Regions from separate parts of the Mus musculus genome. Here all the other regions are linked to region 2. A link is a contact called in public Hi-C, HiChIP or PLAC-seq and promoter capture Hi-C data. All regions are on one chromosome and are shown on one strand. The core of a region is the stretch at or near the end of the contact, and the rest is flanking DNA. Distances in the headings are between cores, read along the strand shown.

Region 1 (2,700 bases), core at 28-2,527, 340 kb after region 2:
TTGGAATTGTGCATTATGGTGCCTTTTATATTAGTTTTTTGTTCATTTTATATTGAACAAGTTCACCTGTCTTGGCCTCACGAGTAACAACATTGCATATGAGTACCACCACGCCCAGCTTTAAAGGTCTAGGCCTACTGAAGGGCTCTAGTAGTCTTGAGCATGGCAAACATGACTCTGACAGGTCTTACACTTCCTCATTCCTCCCTCCTTGCTAAAAACTGTTAGATTAGATTCCTAAAGCTAGCCCCCAAGGTCTATTTCCTTATTTGGCCACTTTCCCTTCCTTGGGCTGACTACCAAGGTCCAGCTATCAAAGTATTGAAGTCCAGCAATCAAAAGCCCTTTTGCCTCATGTAATTGATCTGCCCAATCAAAACAAACCAACTCATCCTAACTTGGAGTGTCTCCTTTCCCTTTATAAACTGCCATTTGTCTACTGGCCACATCTGTCTCCTCCTCTACCCAGAGGCAGTCTTTTGCCCCTCTGGGGCAAATCTTCTTTGTGCTGAGAACTTCGTCTTGATATGTCCTGAGCTGTCTCTGGCCCTTTTACCTCCCCAAACCAGAAAACACCTCTAATGCAACCCTTGCCCAGTCGCTGTGACGGAGGGCAGCTGACCTGAGGACACCAACAGCTCCTTGGGGAAATGGGATGACCGGTCCCTTAAAGGTTGTTTCAGGTTCATCCACATTTTCAGGTTAAGCTCCTCATTTCACAACAGAGGTCTGTGGGGAGACCACTGAGTTACAGCTAGGCAGGGAGGCCCCCAGCAAGCAATGTCCTCCCAGGCCTGCATCTGCTTAAGTAGCTACTCACCTCTACAGCCATAGCTCTAACCCCTGGCTCTCTGCCCAAGGGCTTTGTGTGTTTTCAGTTTTTGCCTTGATTGTTTGAGAAATCAAGCGGGACTGCAGAATTAATGCTTCAGAGAGGAGCACCATTTAATGACAGTTGAGGATTGTTGCTCTCTTGCCCCAGGGGACAGACACCTCAGCAACCCGGTTTTGGCAAGATTACCCTCTGTTTGTCCACATGATCACTCTTATAAAATGACCTTACTAACCAACCTCCTCCTGCACTGGCAGGGACCCCAGAGCCAGGTGTCTGTCAAAGCAGCCAGTCCTGCCCCCTAGGCCTGAGGTGGATGCTGGGAGCTGAAGAAATAAGATACCCCAGCCCTTCCTGCTGATAGGCACTTTTCACACTGACAGGCTACGGGGGTGTAGCACTATTTTTATTTAAACCACCAGTTGCCATGGTAACCTCTACATAGCCCAATCTTTATTCTAAATCACACAGAAAATACCCTCAGGGAGGGAGTGAGAGAAGCCCTGGTGAGCAGGGGCCACCCTGGGACTCAAACAGCAAACAGGCAATTCCTGGTGTGAGAGGGCCACTAAGACCATTTGTCTGAGCTGGCCTTCAGCACTTAAGCATGTCTCTCCCTGTGTCTCACTTTGCAGTCAGTCTGAAGGTTCAGAGATGTGTGGGGAAAGTCCATGCTCTGTCCAGGTGGCTTGCAAACTGCAGCTGCTCCCTGAATGTTTCTTCCTTGGGGGAATTCAGCCATTTGTCAAGACTCTAATGGACAAAAGGTAGTAGAGTGGCCTGGAGGTCCTCTTCACAGCCCCACTCATCTCCCCACACCCTGTAGGGAGTCAATATCACATACGGTGGAGGAACCAGGAAGGCACAAGAAGTTATCGGCACAGTGGACTCTTTACTCCAGATACCAACTATTCAACACGCCTTGCTCAGGATAATCCTTGGCCATAGATTTTAACAGAGGGCATATCTGGTGCATTTATAAGCTTGTTAGACACTACTCTCTGAAAGCCTCTGCTTTGGGATTCTATTGGACAACAAATGCTGCTGTGACAAATCCTTTTACCACATAAGGATGTGTTTAACAGTAAGAATCCCTGCAACTCAAGAGACAGGCAGGCGCACCTCTGTGAGTTCTAGACCAGCCAGGGCTGTATTAGTGAGACCTTGTGGTAAAAAGAAGAGGAGGAGGAGGAGGAGGAGGAGGAGGAGGAGGAGGAGGAGGAGGAGAAGGAGGAGGAGGAGGAGAAGGAGAAGGAGAAGGAGAAGGAGAAGGAGAAGGAGAAGGAGAAGTTGTTTCATCCTTGAGAACAGTTTCTCTAATAAAAAGCCCCAATAACACAAAACAGAGGTTGTGAGAGCCAGGTAAGGCCTTGGGCAAGATGATGTGGTCAGCTGCCTCTTCCCTTCACCCCTCAGGTTCACTCCAGCCCCTGATGGTTGACCTTCCCTCTGCCACTCTGGAGAGCACCTACACGGCTCCTGCAATCCAACTTCCCTTAGCTATAAAAACCAGAAGTATGCCCTAGACAAATCTGCACTAAGATGTAGCTGCTTGTCTCTAACTGTAGAGGACAAGGAGCATACACCATTGCTATCTTCAGGATAGCTAGTGGCAGATCACTGGCAAGCCATCCCTTCTCCCTCATGCTTTGGTATCCACCTTGATTTCAAAGACAGGATCTCTCACTAAACCTAGAGTTCAAAAATGGGGTGAGACTAGCAAGCCCCAGGGGAGGGATCCTCCTGCCTCTGTCTTCCAGATCTGCGCCTAGAAGAGAGCATCAGCTCATGGCCAGCTTCCAGGAGCTTCAGGATTCTAAGGATTACGCCCAGGCTTTCCAGTCTGTGCAGCAGGCCCTTTTCTGACC
Region 2 (2,700 bases), core at 80-2,579:
TTTGGCCTTATTAGAATTATTTGAGACTCAGTTAGCTTACATCAGGCTCCTGAGTAGTTCCGGGCATCAGTACCACCCAGGTGTGGCTGAACTAAGAGAACCTATTACATATTCTCAGAATTTCATTTTTTGGAGTGTGGGGTAGAGGGCAGGATGGGAATTGAACCTAGGAACTAATGCATAGATGGCCCCTGCACAACACAGCTCCAGCTGTAGGCAGCTTGTCACAAGCACAAAGAGCTAGGCTAGTTCATACACTTTCTCCTGACCGGAGGAACCTGCCCCCAGCCAAGGGAAACATCCCTTATGCAACACCAGGATGCCTCTATTTGTTTAATCACAGTGAGTGCCATAGTTCTGAATTCTATTTTTAAAGCGCAGTCTTGGACTTACTTGCTAGCTGCTGACTTTCATTTGCCTGTACTGAGCTTTACTCTTTATCACTTTCACGCATTTGCTCACGTCCCTTAACCAGGAAAAAAATTATTAAAATAATCCCACTCGAGGGTGTGCCTCCTTGCCTGTATGTGCACCATATACATTAAGGTGCTCTGAGGCCAGAAGAGGGTGTTGCTCCCCTGGAACTGGAATTACAAGCAGTTGTGGGGCTCCACATGGATGCTGGAAACAAACCCATTCTCTTCTATAGGACAGTATGCACTCTTAACCACTGAGCCATCCCTCGAGCCCTCTCCCCTTTAAATTTATTTATTTTAAAGACAGGGTCTCACTGTGTAGCTCTGGCTGGCTAATCAGGCTAATCCAACTCACAGAAATGTGTTTGCCTCTGACTCCCAAGTGTTTTTGAAGGGTGTGGACCACCATATCGAGCTCATGAGAATATTTTTATGAGCCCTCAGCCCTCTATCATTTTAGAATGGATTCTAGGAAGTGCTCTCCCTCTCTCCCTCCCTCGCCCCTCTCTTCTGTGGTCTGTGGGGATGATGATGGTGGTGGTGGTGATGGTGGTGGTGTGTGTGTAATTCTAGTACCCACACATAAGCTCTCAGCCTTCCGGAGTCTAGAGTCTGGCAGGGTGGAGTGCAAGTTCCTAGAGGCCACCACCTGAAAGTAAGGGCTGGAGGGTCCAGCACCACAGGATGCGCACTTCTGCCACTCAGGCTATTTCTGGCTGGGGTCTCACTCCAGGCTACCTACGGCTTGCCTAGCGCCCCGTCCAGGGCAGTCCACACGGGCGGAATGACGCATTAATGGTCATTATTCCGACGGATGACTACCTAGGCTCCCGCGGCGTCGGGCTGACCTTCCTTACCAGTGCCCCCGCCTCCGCGCGACAGGCGGGCAGCGCATGCGTGTCTGCGAGGCCGGGCCGCTGGGACGCCGAGCCTGCGGTGGCGCGGCCGCGCCCTCGGATCGTCCCAGCGGGCGGACGACGCATGCGCGGGCGGTGCGGTCTTAAGGGCGGCCGCGGCCCGGGGCCGCCCAGTCGGCCTGTCAGCCGGCTTCGAGGTGTGTCCCTGCGCTTGCGCGGCGGCGGTGATGAAAGCGATGGCGGCGGAGGAGGAGGTGGACTCGGCAGACGCCGGTGGAGGGTGAGGATCACCCGGGAAGGGGGGGACGACGTGGGTCTCGTGCGCTCTGGCGACCCCGGGCGGCCAGCCGAGGGAAGGCGCGGGCGCCCGCTCTCTCGACCCGTCGGGGCAGACAGGCCCGGTCAGGGCCGCGGGGCTGCGGGGAGGGAAAGCGGCTGCTGTTGACGGCCGTCCCGGTGATCCCGAGCGCGGCGGAGCTCAGAACTCCGCGCCGGGAGCCGTGCGTCGCCAGGGTGGGAGAAGGCGTCGGACTCGGAGCCTCGCGGGACAGCCGATCGCCGCCGGTGCGCCTGGGGCGCTTGCGTCCCACCTCCCGCTGCCCCGTGCGTGCGCTCCCGTGACCCGGCGGTCTGGCTTCACTAGCCCTGGCAAACTTTGTGAAAGTTGAAGGGCAGATGCCTAACAGGAAGGAAGCCCTTAAGTTGTTGTTGTTGTTGTTTTGTTTTTTTTGGAAACCGGAGTCACTCTATGTAGCCCTTGCTGGCCTGGAAATCTGTAGACCAGGGTAGCTTTTCAACTCTGCAGAGACCCAATCCTTTTGCCTCAGCCGTCCAGTGCTGAGATCACATGTGTGAACCACCACACCCAACTTCTTCATAGACATAGTAAGTTATTCTTTTTTGTTTTTGATATGTCATGCCCTTGTGAGTAGAACAATGCTTGGTGGAAAAATTAAATTACTATGAAAGTTATTTCACTGATTCTCAAAAGGCTACTTGTTTTATATGGACGGGACTATACATCTCCTTTATAAATTATTTTGACAGTTGTACTTCAGCTATTTGGAGACATTTGTATGGGAAAGATAACCATAGGGTAAATAGATTATGGTAATGTGAAAGTAAGTATTTTGGAAAGATGTTAGGGGAGGAATATTTTTGAAATGCTAGAAACTACACTCTTCAAGTTTTGTTTAAGTGATAATTAACAAGTGGAGCCACTGTTTTGGTCTGTTGTTGAACTTCCTAGTTATATTGACATGAAATACAGAGTGTCATGTGGTACAACTAGGACCTGGTAGCTTGGGTTTCTATTAAATTTGTCAGGACATTTTTCTGGCTCTGAGAATTCTAACTTGTGGGCCCTTTTGGTCTTGATACTGTGAGGCTCAGGAATCCATAGCACAACGGTGAGAGTGACATGGCTC
Region 3 (2,700 bases), core at 86-2,585, 400 kb before region 2:
TGACTCTTGGGGAGCCTGAGGGTGGCTCATCTTCTCTAGTGGTGACCCTAAAAGTTTAAATCCCGGGAGGTTATTTTCAGTTTGGTTCCAAGCTTCTGTCCTACTGTCCACTCTGCCCTAACCTCCAACCATTGTCTACCTCCCTATAAGAATTCTAAGTTCCATCCTTTCATCTTAGCTCCAAACTTGACCATCTAGAGACTGCCGCACCTGGGGATCCATCCCATAATCAGCCTCCAAACGTAGACACCATTGCATATGTCAGCAAGATTTTGCTGAAAGGACCCTGATATAGCTGTCTCTTGTGAGGCTATGCAGGTGCCTGACAAACACAGAAGTGGATGCTCACAGTCAGCTACTGGATGGAACACGGGGCCCCCAATGGAGGAGCTAGAGAATACCCCAGGAGCTAAAGGGTCTGCAACCCTATAGGTGGAACAACAATATGGACTAACCAGTACCCCCAGAGCTCGTGTCTCTAGCTGCATATGTAGCAGAAGATGGCCTGGTCGGCCATCATTGGGAAGAGAGGCCCCTTGGTCTTGCAAACTTTATATGCCCCAGTACAGGGCAACACCAGGGCCAAGAAGTAGGAGTGGGTGGGTAGGAGAGAGGGGGTGGGGTGGGGGTGGGTGGGCGGGTGGGCGGGGTATAGGGGACTTTCAGGACAGCATTTGAAATGTAAATGAAGAAAATACCTAATAAAAATTGAAAAAAAAAAGAATTCTAAGTTCCAAGTATGAGACTTCTTAGGAGCAGTCTTTTCAGAAGTCTAGGTTCTCCTTGGCAGCCACCAGCTGTTAGCAGTGAGGCCAGCAGGATCCTGCACCACAGATAGCAAGCCCAGTGCAGACACAAAAAAACTATCTACAGCCAGAGCAGTATCGAGTATTGATTCCTTACTCTGGCCCCTGAATGAGGTTCTGCTATTGTTAATGACCTTCAGTGGTTAATGGATATTTGCCTCCCAAACCGCCCTTGGGCACTGTGCCCAAAGAAACTGGAGAGGTGCCAGTGGCAGACTGGTCTTCCTGAGGTTTTGCAGAGGAGAGGGCCAGTATAGGGAATCATCGTCCGGGCGGCCCCATGAGTTGCACCCAAACACCTTAGAGGCGCGATTGGGGCTCCTCTGAGCCCAGCCCAGGCGCTGAACCCAGTGGGGGTACGGGTGGGGGAATGGTGAGTGTGTGTGTGTGGGGGGGAGGGGGCGGGAGTGAGACTCTTTCCTTCCTAGCACCAGAGACCTCACTCCAGGCAGCTTCTGTTGGCCAGAAGTGGGTAGGGCTTTTATTATGAAAGGGGCCTCCCCCTTCTGTGCTTTCTGGGGACTGGGGAGGCTGGGCTGCGCTGCTAGGCTGGGGCTGTGCAAACTCTGGAAAGGTCCCCAGCGGCTGGAGGAGGCTTGTGTGCCACAGGACTCTGCAGACTCACACGTAGACTCACATGCGGAGCATCCTGTGTTGTGTCCTGCCCTGCAATCTGGTGGCGGGGAAAGGTGTGGACCTAATCCCAACCCTGCCTGGAAAGTCTGGGCTCCAGGGATGAGTCTGCCAGTAGGCTGAGCCCAGGAACCTGCTGCAGTACCGTGGGGACATGGTAGGAGCTGCTGAACAGGGCGGTGGGTACAGGTGGGTGCCAGGGCAGGCAGCCTTGAAGCCTCGCATGAGTTGCACAGGTGGCATCCCAGGCCACAGTTATACCTCAAGCTTTTTCATGGGGTCACAGTGACTTTCATTTGTGCCCTGGACTGGAGAGTCTTCCTCAAGGACCCCTCACGTGTAGATGAAGAGTTATCTAGACAAAATGCCTGTAGGAGTGTAAAGGACTCCTTTGAGCACCCAAGGCAGACGATGGGCGAGGACCCTAACCCTAACCCTTTCAAGTCACCTCCTTCCTTCTCAAAGATGTGTAAATTTCATGGTGTTCTTATGGCTAAGTGGTGTATTGATGCTTTAAAAAAAATGCCTTGTATCACCTTTGAGTTAAAGTCTTACTGCCCCACCGCCTCTGCCTGCTGGACAGAGTGGTCATGGGGATGCCTGAGGAGTCACTGATAAAGTCTAGGACCTGTGGACTTGATTCTTTTCCAACCTCACAGACACTAAGAGAGGAAAACAAGAATGTGAAAACCTGCCCTTGTGGCGTTAGCTGAGGTACTGATATAAACCTTAGGGCACATTGATGTGCTCTTGCCGCTGACAGAAAACCTGCAGCCCAGGTACCAGGGTGTGTGGAGTGTGTTGGAGTGCCATTGCCTGCTCTGTGACTCCCTAAGGGGTCCCTTTCTCTCCAGGTTTCGGGGTGGGGTTGCAGATGGGAACTCCCCAGAGGTGTTTCATGGGAAGTTGACCTATGGCCCAGGAACTCAGCCGACCTTTGCAGGAAGTAGGTCAACATGGGAGCAGTTGTGCCACTGTGGGGGCCCTGACCAGTGAGGGCTGGGGCTCGGTCCTGAGGCCTGGATTTGCTCCTGGCATCTCTACAACCTTACAAGTTTCCTGCAAAGCTCCACATGAGTAGGAACTCTTGTGTCTGAGAGGAGGCATGGCTGGAGGTGCAGGGTACGAGCTGAGGTGCTGCTGGAATCCTGGTTTAGGAACAAGTCTCCCATTCAAAAATTATGACCCACAGCCATGTACTCTGAGGGGTGTTAGTGGTCTCTGCTCTCAGGCCATTTTAGGAGTCTCTTCTTTCCACTAC
Region 4 (2,700 bases), core at 72-2,571, 380 kb after region 2:
TTAAAATCAGAATTTGACATATTAGTTAGAATTGAGATAGTTCCCACTCAAAAGCTCTTTGCCACTGGTCTGAAAGTGAGTCTTTGAGTCTTGAACAAAGATTTAGTGGAATGGTTCACACTTACCGGAATTCTGTCAAGCACATTCCAGAAGGAAGAGGGCCCAAGCACTAAATGATCCTTTTATGTTTTAAATTCCAGCCAGGAAGACAAGAGGCAGAGTTCCAGATCCACCATTTAGTGTGTGAATTATGTATGACTTTATATGAGGCTTTCTGAGAGCTTCAAGTTGGTGTCTAACCACTAGAAAGGATGTCACAAAACAAATCTACATCCGTGCTGATAATGGTGACAGCCATCAGCGCTGTGCCACTGATTAAAGAGAAACTTATGAAATTGCTTCTGGTCTCATCGTAGAACAACAGCCAGCATTATTAATGTGTGTGTGTGTGGGGGGGGGGTCTTCCAATATGCCTGGCAGATATCTGAAAGCCTCAATAGTACCATATCCTGAATACTCTGGGTTTCCCCCACACCTACACACCTATGATACAGCTTAATTTCCAAATTAGTCATGGTAAGAGATTAACCATAACTATTAGTTATAAAACACGATAATTACCACAGTCTGCAATCAGAGTTATTTAAAATTTGTGAATTGTTCATTTCTAGAGTTTCCTACTTGAGGGTTTGCCATGGTAACAGAAACAGGAAGGTAACTGTAGCTAAGCATGGGCTCTGTTCATATAGGGCATCAAACAGGCCAGCTCCTGGTGAAGCAAACTGTGTTTTTATCGTTTAGCTACATCTTAGGAGGTGTCTGAACACCACTCCTGACAGTGAGGAGTACCCAAGCAGGATCTCTGTAAGACAACAGAGAGATGGCCCTGATGTGAAGGGGCCTAAATTCTTAGCCCCTCAACACACTCGGCACACACTTGTGAACTTCACAGCAGAGTTCCTCATGATTTAGATGCTGGGGGATCTGTGGGCATTGGGAACTTTAGTATGAAACTCTTGACCATGGCTATAAAGCAAGCCAAGGACACAGTCACCCTGCTGCCTGATGCTCTACAATTGTAAAATGGCCGAAGGGAGCAAAGCCAAGTAGGACAAGAAGTGCCATTTAACCAGATCTAGGCGCATTCGGCTTCTGGTTGTGCTGTGGCAACGCGTGTGCATGTTGAGAGCGTATGGGGCAGGTTCCCAGCTCATACATAGAAATCCTGGGCATAATTTTACGTCTTAGAACAAGGTAAAATTTAGGAGCAGTCCATGACTGTTAACAGCCTTTGGCATAAGGAATAGCCTTTGGCACACTGCCATCTAGTGGCTACAAAGGAAAACTCACAACACAGAAGGAAGGCTTGAGGATTCTGGGTCCTCTCGTTAACTCATTCAGGGGACTTGTGCTGTCTCATTTCGGGTCTCATGAAAAGGCACTCTCCACGTCTAGATGTTGGGCCTGAGGAGAGTGAGCAGCAGGTATCTCATCTCCATCCTGGTGAATCACAGCCTCCACCATAACTGCCGTCTATGTCTCCACTGCAGCCTCCACCATAACTGCCTTCTATGTCTCCACTGCAGCCTCCACCATAACTGCCTTCTATGTCTCCACTGCAGCCTCCACCATAACTGCCTTCTGTCTCCACCACAGGACCCTCCTTACATTCCTGGTCACAACCTGGAGAAGTGTATACTGTTCCTACTCCTTGTACAGAGCAGGAGGGGCAAAATGCCTGTCTTTCTTCAACACCTAATGCCAGCAGGGTTCCTTTGGTCTGTCTGTCTGTATCCCTGAGTTACCTGGGCTTCTAAAGAGCATGAATGTTCTTCATGCCACCAGGGAACAGCAGTCTTTCCCAAGGCAATGCTGGGAAGAGAATGAAGCCAAACCCTCAAGCTTCCCCCTCGCATCCTCCCAGCTACCCCACACTCAGATGGCCTACGTGTCCACAGAGTCTCTTCCCTGTGACAGTGCCGAGCTCCTATAGACTGCTGCAGACAGAGCCTCCCCACTGTGTTTTGTGGGTCCCATAGGCTCATATGTTTGAATGCTTGGTCCCCAGTTGGTGGATCAACATAACAAGAGCCAACGATTGTGTGTAGATGCACATATGTGCGCGCATTGAAGTATGCTTTGCTGAGTTTTCATTTCCAGTATTTCTGAGTTTTCACTCCTAGTCTCGATTACTCTGCTGAATTTCTTAGCCACATTGCTGGCTTTCTTATTCAGGTTTCATGTCGACTTCTCGCCTGCTTATTTATTTGAATAAAGTAACACTTTTTTGGGATTTCGGCATCTCACTGAGAAGCCATGTGCTTTGGATGAGTCGCACTGCCTGCATTTTCATATTTCTTGTGTTTGTGTATTGCAGTTATGCATTGTTTGGAGATGGATCTGTGTTTCAGGGGTCTCCTCACTCTCTTCCCTGCTGTTTACTTTATGAGGTCCTTTGGGAGGCTTCCCTTGGGTTTATGATCCTTACTACCACTTAGAAGGGAGGAAATGGCTGCAGTATTAAAAACTACAATTTGGGAACAATCAAGGTATTAAAGTGTAATAAGCAGGCAGCCAACAGCATTAACTACAACCTCAATAAGGTCAGAAAGAAAGAGCCAAGATACTAAACAGGATAGGCTATGACTCTAAAAGTTAATAAAGGTTGTAATTATTAAGCTGTAAAATAAGAAGTCAAGT
Region 5 (2,700 bases), core at 21-2,520, 330 kb before region 2:
ATAGAGAGCAAGCCAGTAAGCAATCATTTCTCCATGGGCCCTGCTTCAATTTCTTCCCTGGTCTGGTGGACTGGATATAACCTGTAAGGCAAACAAACCCTTTTCCCTCCTGTTTACTTTTTATCCATATTTTATCCCAGCAACAAAAAGCAAACTGGGACAGAAATTGGTATCAGAGAGTGGGGTATCGTCGTGATAGGCCATTTCAGAGCCTTGGGCTAGGGGAGGCCACTGAGAGCTCAAATCTTCATGAGCTTATGGAGGAAGTCAGTACACAGCATCCCCTGTGGTCTCCGCTTCAGGTCCTGCCCTGAGCGCCTGGCTTCCTGATGACACGTTAGCTGGGATTGTAAGATGGAATAAACATTTTTCTCTCCTTTTCAAGTTTCTTTCCAAAATCAAGTTGATTTTGGTCAGTGTTTTATAACAGCCACAGAAAGCAAACTAGGACATAAGCTTTCTGATTCTTTTACATGCTATGCTCTTCCATCACAAATAACAGCGTATTAAGATTCACGAAGGTAAGTCGGGAAAGAACCAATACCAGGCAAGAGCTGTGGGATGCTGGGTGCTTGACAAGAGGAGCTTAAGACGACCTCAGCAAAGTCAGCTGGATCCCTTCCCTGCCCAGAGCCCTTCTGTTGCTGTGTCCTCTGACCTTTGGGTGACATTACCAGCCTCCCCTCTAACCTCTAACCTCTAACCTCTAACCTCTAACCTCTAACCTCTAACCTCTAACCTCTAACCTCTAACCTCTGTTCTGAGTTTCACTCTCTGGGCTGCTTCTCAGCAAAGCATACTCTGGAAACTCCTCTTGTGGGGTTTTTATGGAAGGAGCCTACGCTGCTTCCAGAATTCCTCCAAGGACTCAGCCCCAGTTGCTCACAGTGGCTGTTCTTTTAATATCATGTCTCCCCTCTTCTTCCTTTTTTTCCCCTCCGGTTCCCTTCTTCTTTTCCTTCTCTCCTCTCCCCTCCCCTCCCCTCCCTTCCCTTCCCTTTTCTTCTTTTTCTCTCCCTCTCCTCCCCTTCCTTCTCTCCCTTCCTTCCCCCTTTCTCTTCCCTCCCCTCCCCTTCCCTTTCTCTCTTCCCCTTCCCCTTCTCCTCTCTTTCCCTCCCCTCCCTCCCCCTCCTCTCCCTTCCTTTCCCTTCCCTTCTTCATTTTTCCCAGGGAAAAACCTTGCAGGATTTTCTTTCCTGGGTCCATGATTGTCTAAACCTGACTGTGCACTATTGTAGTGAGAGGACACTTCCCTCTGGGTCCTGACAGGGGGCAGCATTTAGTTTCCTATCAGAACGAGTTGCATTCCTAGACTTGTATGTGATTCCAGCTCAAAATAAAGAAAAACATTGAAATGAGGGGTTTAATTCCCGAGAGGGACTGGAAGGCTGTGTCAGCGTTTCCATGGTGAGGGCTGTCTTCTGGGGATTTACCTTCCAGCTGTGAGAATCTGCTTTATGCTAGACTTTAAGCCTTTGGCTGCTTAAAGGCTCTATATTATTAAAGAGTCCACTTTTGACTAAGTTGAAACTGTGACTCTGTAAAGCCGACTCAGAATGTTCTCCCCTCTGCCCCTTGCCCCATTGGCTGCTGGCCACGCTCCTTGCCAAGCAGCGTGGAGACTTGGCAGAGGTGCGGCATCTGGCTCTCCTGCTGTGTGTGGTCTGAGAAGGGCTGCACTGAGGAAGAGAACCTTGGCTCTTTTGTACTGTTAAAATGACACCTCCATGGGTCCCACCCGAGTCTATCTGTAGGTGTTTCTCCATGCACAGTCACTCACTGACCCCAGGTCTTAGAATCACAGAGGAGAAGGGCAAGTGTCAGCCTGCGATGCCTCCGTGAGTATCAGAAGAAAGCCAGGTTGAGATGTTTTGTGTGAATTCCTTCTTGCAGCAAGAGCCGGTATAGTGCGAGGAAGAGAAAGGGGATCTGTCTCATCAACCAAAAGAGAGAGCAAAGCAGGCTCACTTTGAGCCGTCAGCGTCAAACACATCAAAGTCATCTCTGCTTGGTTTTAAATAAGAACACATTTGCAGACACTTTGGCATATCCTTTATTTTAAACAGAGTTACAGAGGTGGATGGAAGCCCCTCACGATAGAAGGAAGACGCTGAGAGCAGAGAGCCAACATCTGTGTTGGTGCGGAACCTGACTGGGTTCCGAGTGTCAGAAAGCACCATGGGGATTCATAACCATCTCAACTCAAGGTCTGGGGACCCATTGTCCTCTCCTGACCTGTGCGTGGACCAGGCATGACAGCAGCGCACATACATACACATGGGCAAAACACATACAAATTAAAATTTAATATAAAAATCTAATAACATTATTAGAAATAATATTTATAAAGTTACATGGGAAAACATTGATACAAACAAGGTTGGCCAAAAATTTATGATGAAGAAAAAGCTTTGACATCATCTGGGGATCTAAAAAGTCATGATTTGCAGAAAGGTGCCATGCCTCTGTATGTGAGTGTGTGTGTGTGTGTGTCTGTGTGTGTGTAAGAAAGAGAGAGAGAGAGAAAGAGTGTGTGTGTGAATGAATGTGTGTATGTGTATATGAGTGTGTATAAGAGTGTGAATGTGAGTGTGTGTATTTGTGTGTGAGTATGAGTGTGTCTGTGAGTGAGTGAGTAAGTGAGTGAGTGTATGTGTGTAAGCCATATGTTTCTATGAAACTTTTCACAAGCAAAAGGGG
Region 6 (2,700 bases), core at 87-2,586, 450 kb before region 2:
TAGTCTGGGTCAGTGTTCTTTTACAGTCATTAGCTCTCTTGCTGTGTTTATGCGACACCAGCATTTGCGAAAGCTAGCTGACTTCTATATATGGATGCTGCTTCTAAAATTAGGTTTAAAATAAGCAAAGAGAGGGGTGGGTGAGGCCCTAGAACTTTAGCTGATCCCTGGGAGGGAAGCAGGCTCTGGGCTCTTGTGGAACACTCCCTGAGCCTTATTCTCTGATAACTGGTGTTTAGCGTCATGAAAGGTCTGGTCCTCCTCTGTCTGAGAGAAAACCCATCAGGTCTTGCCCTCCAGTCTGATAGTCTGTGGACTCAAGAGAAAGACAAATATCTAAGTTCATGTTCACTTCTCTTGTCTGAAGGACCAAAGCCGCCCTAAGCCCAGTGCTGACATGGGCCTGTAACCTCAGGGGCAGGTGGATGGTAAATTCAAATGGCAGCCTGAGCTACATACCAAGTCTGAGGTCACTGGACTACAAAGTGATATTCTTTCTATAAAAGAACATAAATATGGTGTGGTGGCACACACATATGCCCAGTATTAATGAGTTGGAAGCAGGAGGACAGCTTTGGCTATGTGAGACTGTCTGGACGATTAACCAACCAACCAACCAACCAACCAACCAACCAACCAATCAACCAACCAACGAAGACATCAGTCACTTCTAAGGTGTTAACTGTGGAGTGTGGGCTTGGTGCATGGCAAGCTCCAAGTGATCAGCAGGGCAGTCATTCTGGCACTACCAGGTATTATGGCTCCTTTGAAGGCAAAGCATTTGCCAAACAGAGCACTGACACATGGCTTGGTGGCCTGGACCACAGGAGAGAGGAGTCAGCCGAAGACTGCTGAGTGTACAGCCAGCAGCATATTGCACACCCACCCACACTGGTCCATCCATCCATCCATCCATCCATCCATCCATGCATGCATGCATGCATGCATTCATTCATTGCAGGCGAGTTCCCCAGTTGGTTGAGGGAGCAGATAACAAAACAGCTGGCAGAGCCACCTTGAGATGGTGGAAGAAGGGAGAGGAAGGATAGGGCAGGGAGCCTGGGAGACGAGGCTGCCACTTTGCTGACCCGTGTGCACAGACACAGCACAGTGGGGAATCCCACTGAGGGGGCCTAGACAGACAAAGGTGAATGCTGGGTAGAGTGCAGAAGATCAGCTAGGTGTCCAGAAAGCTGCAAGGTTGAGTTAGCTTGCTTGGCTCACTGCTGGGACATAGAGGACTGTGCTTTCCAGGGTTATTGGACTGCTCTTGGGGCACTCCTTCCTGGGGTGGGAGTCATTAGAGCTTGGCTCAGTGCAGCGGATGGGAGGACTTACCAGGGAAGAGCGACTTCCCCAACCCCAGGAAACCAGGATGTGTGTCCTGAGACTCCTGCTCACTCTGCACGTCCCTGAAGAAGAGACAACAGCCACTGGGCCCTCTCAGACTCCGGCGGATGTCCTGGGGCAAACAGTCTGGCTCTGGTAGGTCTGGCAGCCCTTGGGGAGGGTGGTGCTGCTCGGCGTCTACAGTGGTCCCGGTACCCAGGACCTGGGTACTGGGAGAGGGAGGCATGGAGCGATTTCCTCTCCAGGGAGAGCCCCCTCCCCTTCTTTGGGACCCTGCATTGTGAATTCCAAGGGTCAGATAGGGTCCATGGCCTCTCACCCAGGGCTGCGATTCACTCTGTCATCATCGTCGTCATCGTCGTTGCCTTCTCCTTCTCCTTCTCCTCCTCCTCCTCCTCCTCCTTCTTTTCTTTCTTTCTTTCTTTTTTATTTTTTGGTTTTTTGAGAAAGGGTTTCTCTGAATAACCCTAGCTGTTTTGGAACTTACTTTGTAGACCAGGCTGTCCTCAAACTCCGAAATCTGCCTGCCTCTGCCTCCCAAGTGCTAGGATTAAAGGCGTGTGCCACCACAGCCCAGCTCACTCTGTCTTCTTGCTGGAATTAGAGGCAAAAAAACTGGGTTTTGACAGTCCTACTAAGCCAGGCTCAGACTCCATTTCCCGGTATGGCAGGTAGGAAGGCAGGAGTAAAAAGCAGAGATAGATTTATTCAAATGTGGCTACACTGGAAGGGGCAGAGTAAAGGGGTCCAGTGACTCACTCCCCAGTTCATCTTTGGGGTCCTGACATGAAGCTTAGGTTTGAACAGAAGGTGAGAGGCTTGTATGGCTCAGCAGTCCCAGGCAAGGTCTTTTCCAGGTGAGAAACCTATGGCTCAGAGGAGTGGGTAGCCATCTGGGAAAGTGCTTTAGTCGTTTTCTATCTCTAGGGATGATAAAGGTGATTCGTTTTAAACTCAGGAAAATGGCAAGGAGGAGGTTTAAAAAACAAAACAAAACAAAGCAAACAAACAAACAAAAACAGGGAAGAGGCTGGAAACCCTGCGAGTGCCTGCTCTCCCATGTGGAGGGTTGTGCTGGGATCATGGCTGCTCCCTGGGAGGTTATCAGCACCAGGCATTTCAATGAAGCCAGGAACCCCTGAGGAATTCAGACTCAGGGAGTGTGGGTGGGTGGAGAGGTCCTATCACGCTGAGGACCAACTGTGGCTGCAGACGGGGCTCTGGGCACGAACAGAGAGGACTATGGACTTAGCATCATCTCCAACTTTTCTTGTGTCTATATAGTACATTCTACACTGGACATTTTACTTTTATTTATTTGTGTATGCGTGTGCTTGTGGAGGTCAGAGG
Region 7 (2,700 bases), core at 182-2,681, 450 kb after region 2:
CCAGAGGTGTTTTCTCCATCGCGGCTCCCTCTTCTCTAAGGACTCTAGCATGTGTGAAGTTAACATAAAGCAGCAGCACAGACTGAAAACACAAAGATCCAGGGCACCCCACCAAATGTCTAAGTTACCCTCCTAACAGCTCCCTTTCAGTGGGTCTCATATGACTATTACGTGTACGTTGTGGGAGGAGCACACATCCATGTGGATTTTTGCAGGACAGCGTTTTTGGAATCTGTTCTTTCCTTCCACCTCCATCTAGTTACGGTAATCAAACCACAGTGGTCAGGCTGGAGGGTCTGATAGCAAACACTTTCATCTGTTGGTCGACCTGGCAGCACAGTACTGTATGCTTTATGATAATATGTGACTAAGGACATTGCTAATGAAAATATTTTAAACAAATGTGCCAAAATATAAATATCTAACAAGGATTGTCCCAAAACACTAAGAAGTTAAAACTTCAGAAGTTGTCAGGTGGTGGTGGCCCATGCCTTTGATCCCAGCACTCAGGAGGCAGAGGCCAGCAGATCTCTCTTCAAGGCCAGCCTTGTCTACAGGACTACACGGAGAAATCCCGTCTCAAAACAAAAAACAAAAACTCCTTCAGAAACCACCTTCAGTATCTGTAGCCTATTCTCTTTAACATAGTCCTCACTCTAAATAGTACTGTACGCCACAAATTCAAGTCGTCTAGAGGGGAAAAGCCCTAAATAGGGTAATAAATGGGACAAGTATTTAAAGGAGTTCTCAAAATGGGTAGAGGCAGTGTCCTTAAATCTACAGTCTCACAAGGGCAGGAAAATTGAGTCCCAGCACTCTTAAGCTTGCGTGACATGTGGCGCACACACTGCCTCAGAGACAGGTGGGCAATTGTAAACTATGCTCCTGCAGACAAAGGACACGATGTGGGCCGCAAGGTCGTCTTCAGGAGAATGAAGATCTGAGAGAAGGGGTGGGATGGCTTCTTGCTGGTTGACCAAGCCAAGAGGTAGCAAAGCGAAAAGCAGTTTATATTCCATCATTTGCAGGTCTGGAGATCAGTTACAGACGTCCAATAAAGCAGTAAAAAGCCCATGCTGAGTACACTGAACGTTTAAAAACAGCCTAGTAAGGAGTCGCGATGTGTCATGCCTGTAATCAAAGCACGTAGGAGGCTGAAGCAGGAGAATTGCCGCAAGTTCAAGGCCAGCGTGGGTTACAGTGTGAGCCACTGTCCCAAATAATTAAACTATCTCAAATAGATTAGATTGAGGAAAAGTCAAGTGGGAAATGTAAGCCAGAGGAACCGGATCTTTCACACTCAGCTGCATCTGGGAAGCCTACCAAGACTACCAACGGCTGCTCAGCAAGAACTGCGTCACCAGAGCGCCTTGCATAGCTCCGCCCCTTCCCCCCTCCCCACCAGGGGCTGCGCGTGCGCGCTTTGGCCCCGCCCCTGCCTCCCGCTACTCCTTTACCTTTGCTTATCGTCCTCCCACCTGCCTGCCAATCATCTTTCTCCCTCAGACCTAGTCGGCCGGAAGAACCGGCTTGTGTCTCCCGAAGCTGCCTTCGGAAACCCGCAGATAGCGGGGTAAGGACACCGCTTTGAAGCGGGGTGGGAGGCCGCTGAGAGCCGACGTCCTGGCTGGGAGCCGCTTGCCGGCCTTGCGCAGGCGTTCTAGGAGGAAGGTCGGTCCGCCTTAGCCAATGAGCATGGTTCGTGCGGCCTGCCGGCTCCAAGTGTCGGGGCGTCCAAGCACGAACCCAGGCCTCTGAGACAGTGGGCCAGACCTGTCAGGAGCTCCCTGCAGAGCGAAAGTTGCCCAGGGACTCCACACTTGCCACACAGGCCTTGGCCTGTGCGTGCTGAGGCGTAGGCGAGGCTGTCAGATGGGAGCTGGGTTTAGGCTGCTGCTGGGAGAGCCTTGAGGCTGGTGGGGCCCTGGGAGGAGCTGCACCCCAAGTTGCGGACCTGTCCATTCACCTCTAGACCTGTAATCAAACTTATGGCTAAGTAGACTCTCAGAGGGGAGTCTGAGGCGTAGATTACTCAAGTGCACTTCACCACTAAAGAGCTTAAGGAGTGTGCTAATTCATTCAAGACATCTGTGGAATGTGTGTGTGCGAATGGGTTTAAGATTGTAGGATAATGGTAAAAGGAAACAGGATCAGGCTGAATTTTATCAGTTTGAGACCACCGATTGGAGATTCCAGATTTAATGTGGAGTTCATATAGTTTTAAAAAGGTGTCAAAGTTTGGTTGGCTGGTTGGTTGGTTAGATTTGTCTACAGATGGCCTACTGAAAAGGAACTGGAGATGCCTGCCATCCCTTGGCTTAGTGTTGATGAAGGAGTTTTAAGCTCAGGGAAATTGCAGTGCTAGAGTGGGTACTCTCTGAAAAACCTGATCCCTCATAATGGAAAGGCCCAGAAGACATGCCCTACACTAACCTATAAGATGAAAATGGTTTGAGGGGGCAACAGCAGGTCCGAAGAGTTTTTGTCGTAATTTTTTCTCTTGTGCCAGATCTTAGGGTTCAGTGGGTGTAATTGGACCTTGGAGTAGCACCAGTGCCTGTATATATTAGGTCAGGCTGGGCCAGAAGTGCCTGAATCCTTCTTGAAACTGTAGAGTTTGTAGTTATGATTTAACTCTCCAGCAAGATACAAAAGGAAAGCTAAAGAATTTGTTATCTAGCCAGGCGATGGTGGAGTGTC

Evidence for each region. Promoter capture Hi-C pulls out the DNA fragments that hold promoters and counts their contacts. A called contact is a pair of places that touch in the nucleus more often than the background predicts. HiChIP or PLAC-seq counts read pairs in DNA pulled down with a chosen protein or histone mark.
Region 1: a contact with region 2 is called in a Hi-C map of cerebral cortex, with 2.8 times the contacts expected there. The contact joins the enhancer-like site here to the promoter of Abhd5 in region 2. A contact is called at or near these places in 8 of 39 promoter capture datasets (3T3-L1-derived adipocytes, the C10 cell line, cranial neural crest and 5 more), 1 of 15 datasets of contacts at CTCF or cohesin (the NIH/3T3 cell line), 3 of 484 Hi-C or Micro-C datasets (the N1E-115 cell line, cerebral cortex and nephron progenitors) and 8 of 115 datasets of contacts at active chromatin or transcription factors (the NIH/3T3 cell line, bone marrow-derived macrophages, craniofacial prominence and 5 more).
Region 3: a contact with region 2 is called in a FOXA1 HiChIP or PLAC-seq map of pancreatic cancer cells. The contact joins the promoter of Gask1a here to the promoter of Abhd5 in region 2. A contact is called at or near these places in 3 of 39 promoter capture datasets (the 3T3-L1 cell line, hippocampal neurons and liver) and 2 of 115 datasets of contacts at active chromatin or transcription factors (VIP interneurons and pancreatic cancer cells).
Region 4: an H3K4me3 HiChIP or PLAC-seq map of forebrain shows a contact between it and region 2, with 6 times the contacts expected there. The contact joins the enhancer-like site here to the promoter of Abhd5 in region 2. A contact is called at or near these places in 10 of 39 promoter capture datasets (the 3T3-L1 cell line, 3T3-L1-derived adipocytes, the C10 cell line and 6 more), 1 of 15 datasets of contacts at CTCF or cohesin (the NIH/3T3 cell line), 4 of 484 Hi-C or Micro-C datasets (3T3-L1-derived adipocytes, the N1E-115 cell line and cortical neurons), 14 of 115 datasets of contacts at active chromatin or transcription factors (the NIH/3T3 cell line, SST interneurons, acute myeloid leukemia and 10 more) and 1 of 9 other capture datasets (adipose tissue).
Region 5: a contact with region 2 is called in a promoter capture Hi-C map of 3T3-L1-derived adipocytes, with 4 times the contacts expected there. The contact joins the enhancer-like site here to the promoter of Abhd5 in region 2. A contact is called at or near these places in 9 of 39 promoter capture datasets (the 3T3-L1 cell line, 3T3-L1-derived adipocytes, the C10 cell line and 5 more), 1 of 484 Hi-C or Micro-C datasets (muscle stem cells) and 5 of 115 datasets of contacts at active chromatin or transcription factors (astrocytes, bone marrow-derived macrophages, embryonic forebrain and 2 more).
Region 6: a promoter capture Hi-C map of liver shows a contact between it and region 2, with 3 times the contacts expected there. The contact joins the promoter of Ackr2 here to the promoter of Abhd5 in region 2. A contact is called at or near these places in 6 of 39 promoter capture datasets (the C10 cell line, embryonic stem cells, hippocampal neurons and 2 more).
Region 7: a contact with region 2 is called in an RNA polymerase II HiChIP or PLAC-seq map of embryonic stem cells, with 10 read pairs. The contact joins the promoter of Tcaim here to the promoter of Abhd5 in region 2. A contact is called at or near these places in 6 of 39 promoter capture datasets (cranial neural crest, frontonasal cranial neural crest, hippocampal neurons and 3 more), 1 of 484 Hi-C or Micro-C datasets (muscle stem cells) and 3 of 115 datasets of contacts at active chromatin or transcription factors (bone marrow-derived macrophages, effector CD8 T cells and embryonic stem cells).

The regions. Positions count from the first base shown.
Region 1 is chr9:122,694,689-122,697,388 of GRCm38.p6, forward strand. No RefSeq gene overlaps it. Among named protein-coding and RNA genes, the nearest start is that of Mir138-1, 13 kb to the left of the region's middle. Within about 2 kb of position 1,278, at least 29 of the 459 cell types and tissues checked have an H3K27ac peak or open chromatin away from gene starts, as enhancers often do. A contact at or near this core is called in cerebral cortex, forebrain and hippocampal neurons, where this site is marked.
Region 2 is chr9:122,350,287-122,352,986 of GRCm38.p6, forward strand. It overlaps Abhd5 (abhydrolase domain containing 5), which reads left to right and starts at 1,330. Exons shown (of 7, transcript NM_026179.2): 1 at 1,330-1,553. The coding sequence starts at 1,501.
Region 3 is chr9:121,949,653-121,952,352 of GRCm38.p6, forward strand. Gask1a (golgi associated kinase 1A) reads left to right here and starts at 1,336. Exons shown (of 5, transcript NM_177743.5): 1 at 1,336-1,495.
Region 4 is chr9:122,728,425-122,731,124 of GRCm38.p6, forward strand. No RefSeq gene overlaps it. Among named protein-coding and RNA genes, the nearest start is that of Gm51699, 9.2 kb to the right of the region's middle. Within about 2 kb of position 1,322, at least 10 of the 459 cell types and tissues checked have an H3K27ac peak or open chromatin away from gene starts, as enhancers often do. A contact at or near this core is called in the N1E-115 cell line, cortical neurons and forebrain, where this site is marked.
Region 5 is chr9:122,017,606-122,020,305 of GRCm38.p6, forward strand. No RefSeq gene overlaps it. Among named protein-coding and RNA genes, the nearest start is that of Pomgnt2, 23 kb to the left of the region's middle. Within about 2 kb of position 1,271, at least 82 of the 459 cell types and tissues checked have an H3K27ac peak or open chromatin away from gene starts, as enhancers often do. A contact at or near this core is called in 3T3-L1-derived adipocytes and astrocytes, where this site is marked.
Region 6 is chr9:121,897,019-121,899,718 of GRCm38.p6, forward strand. It overlaps Ackr2 (atypical chemokine receptor 2), which reads left to right and starts at 1,337. Exons shown (of 4, transcript NM_001276719.1): 1 at 1,337-1,485.
Region 7 is chr9:122,804,116-122,806,815 of GRCm38.p6, forward strand. Tcaim (T cell activation inhibitor, mitochondrial) reads left to right here and starts at 1,432. Exons shown (of 11, transcript NM_001013405.2): 1 at 1,432-1,573.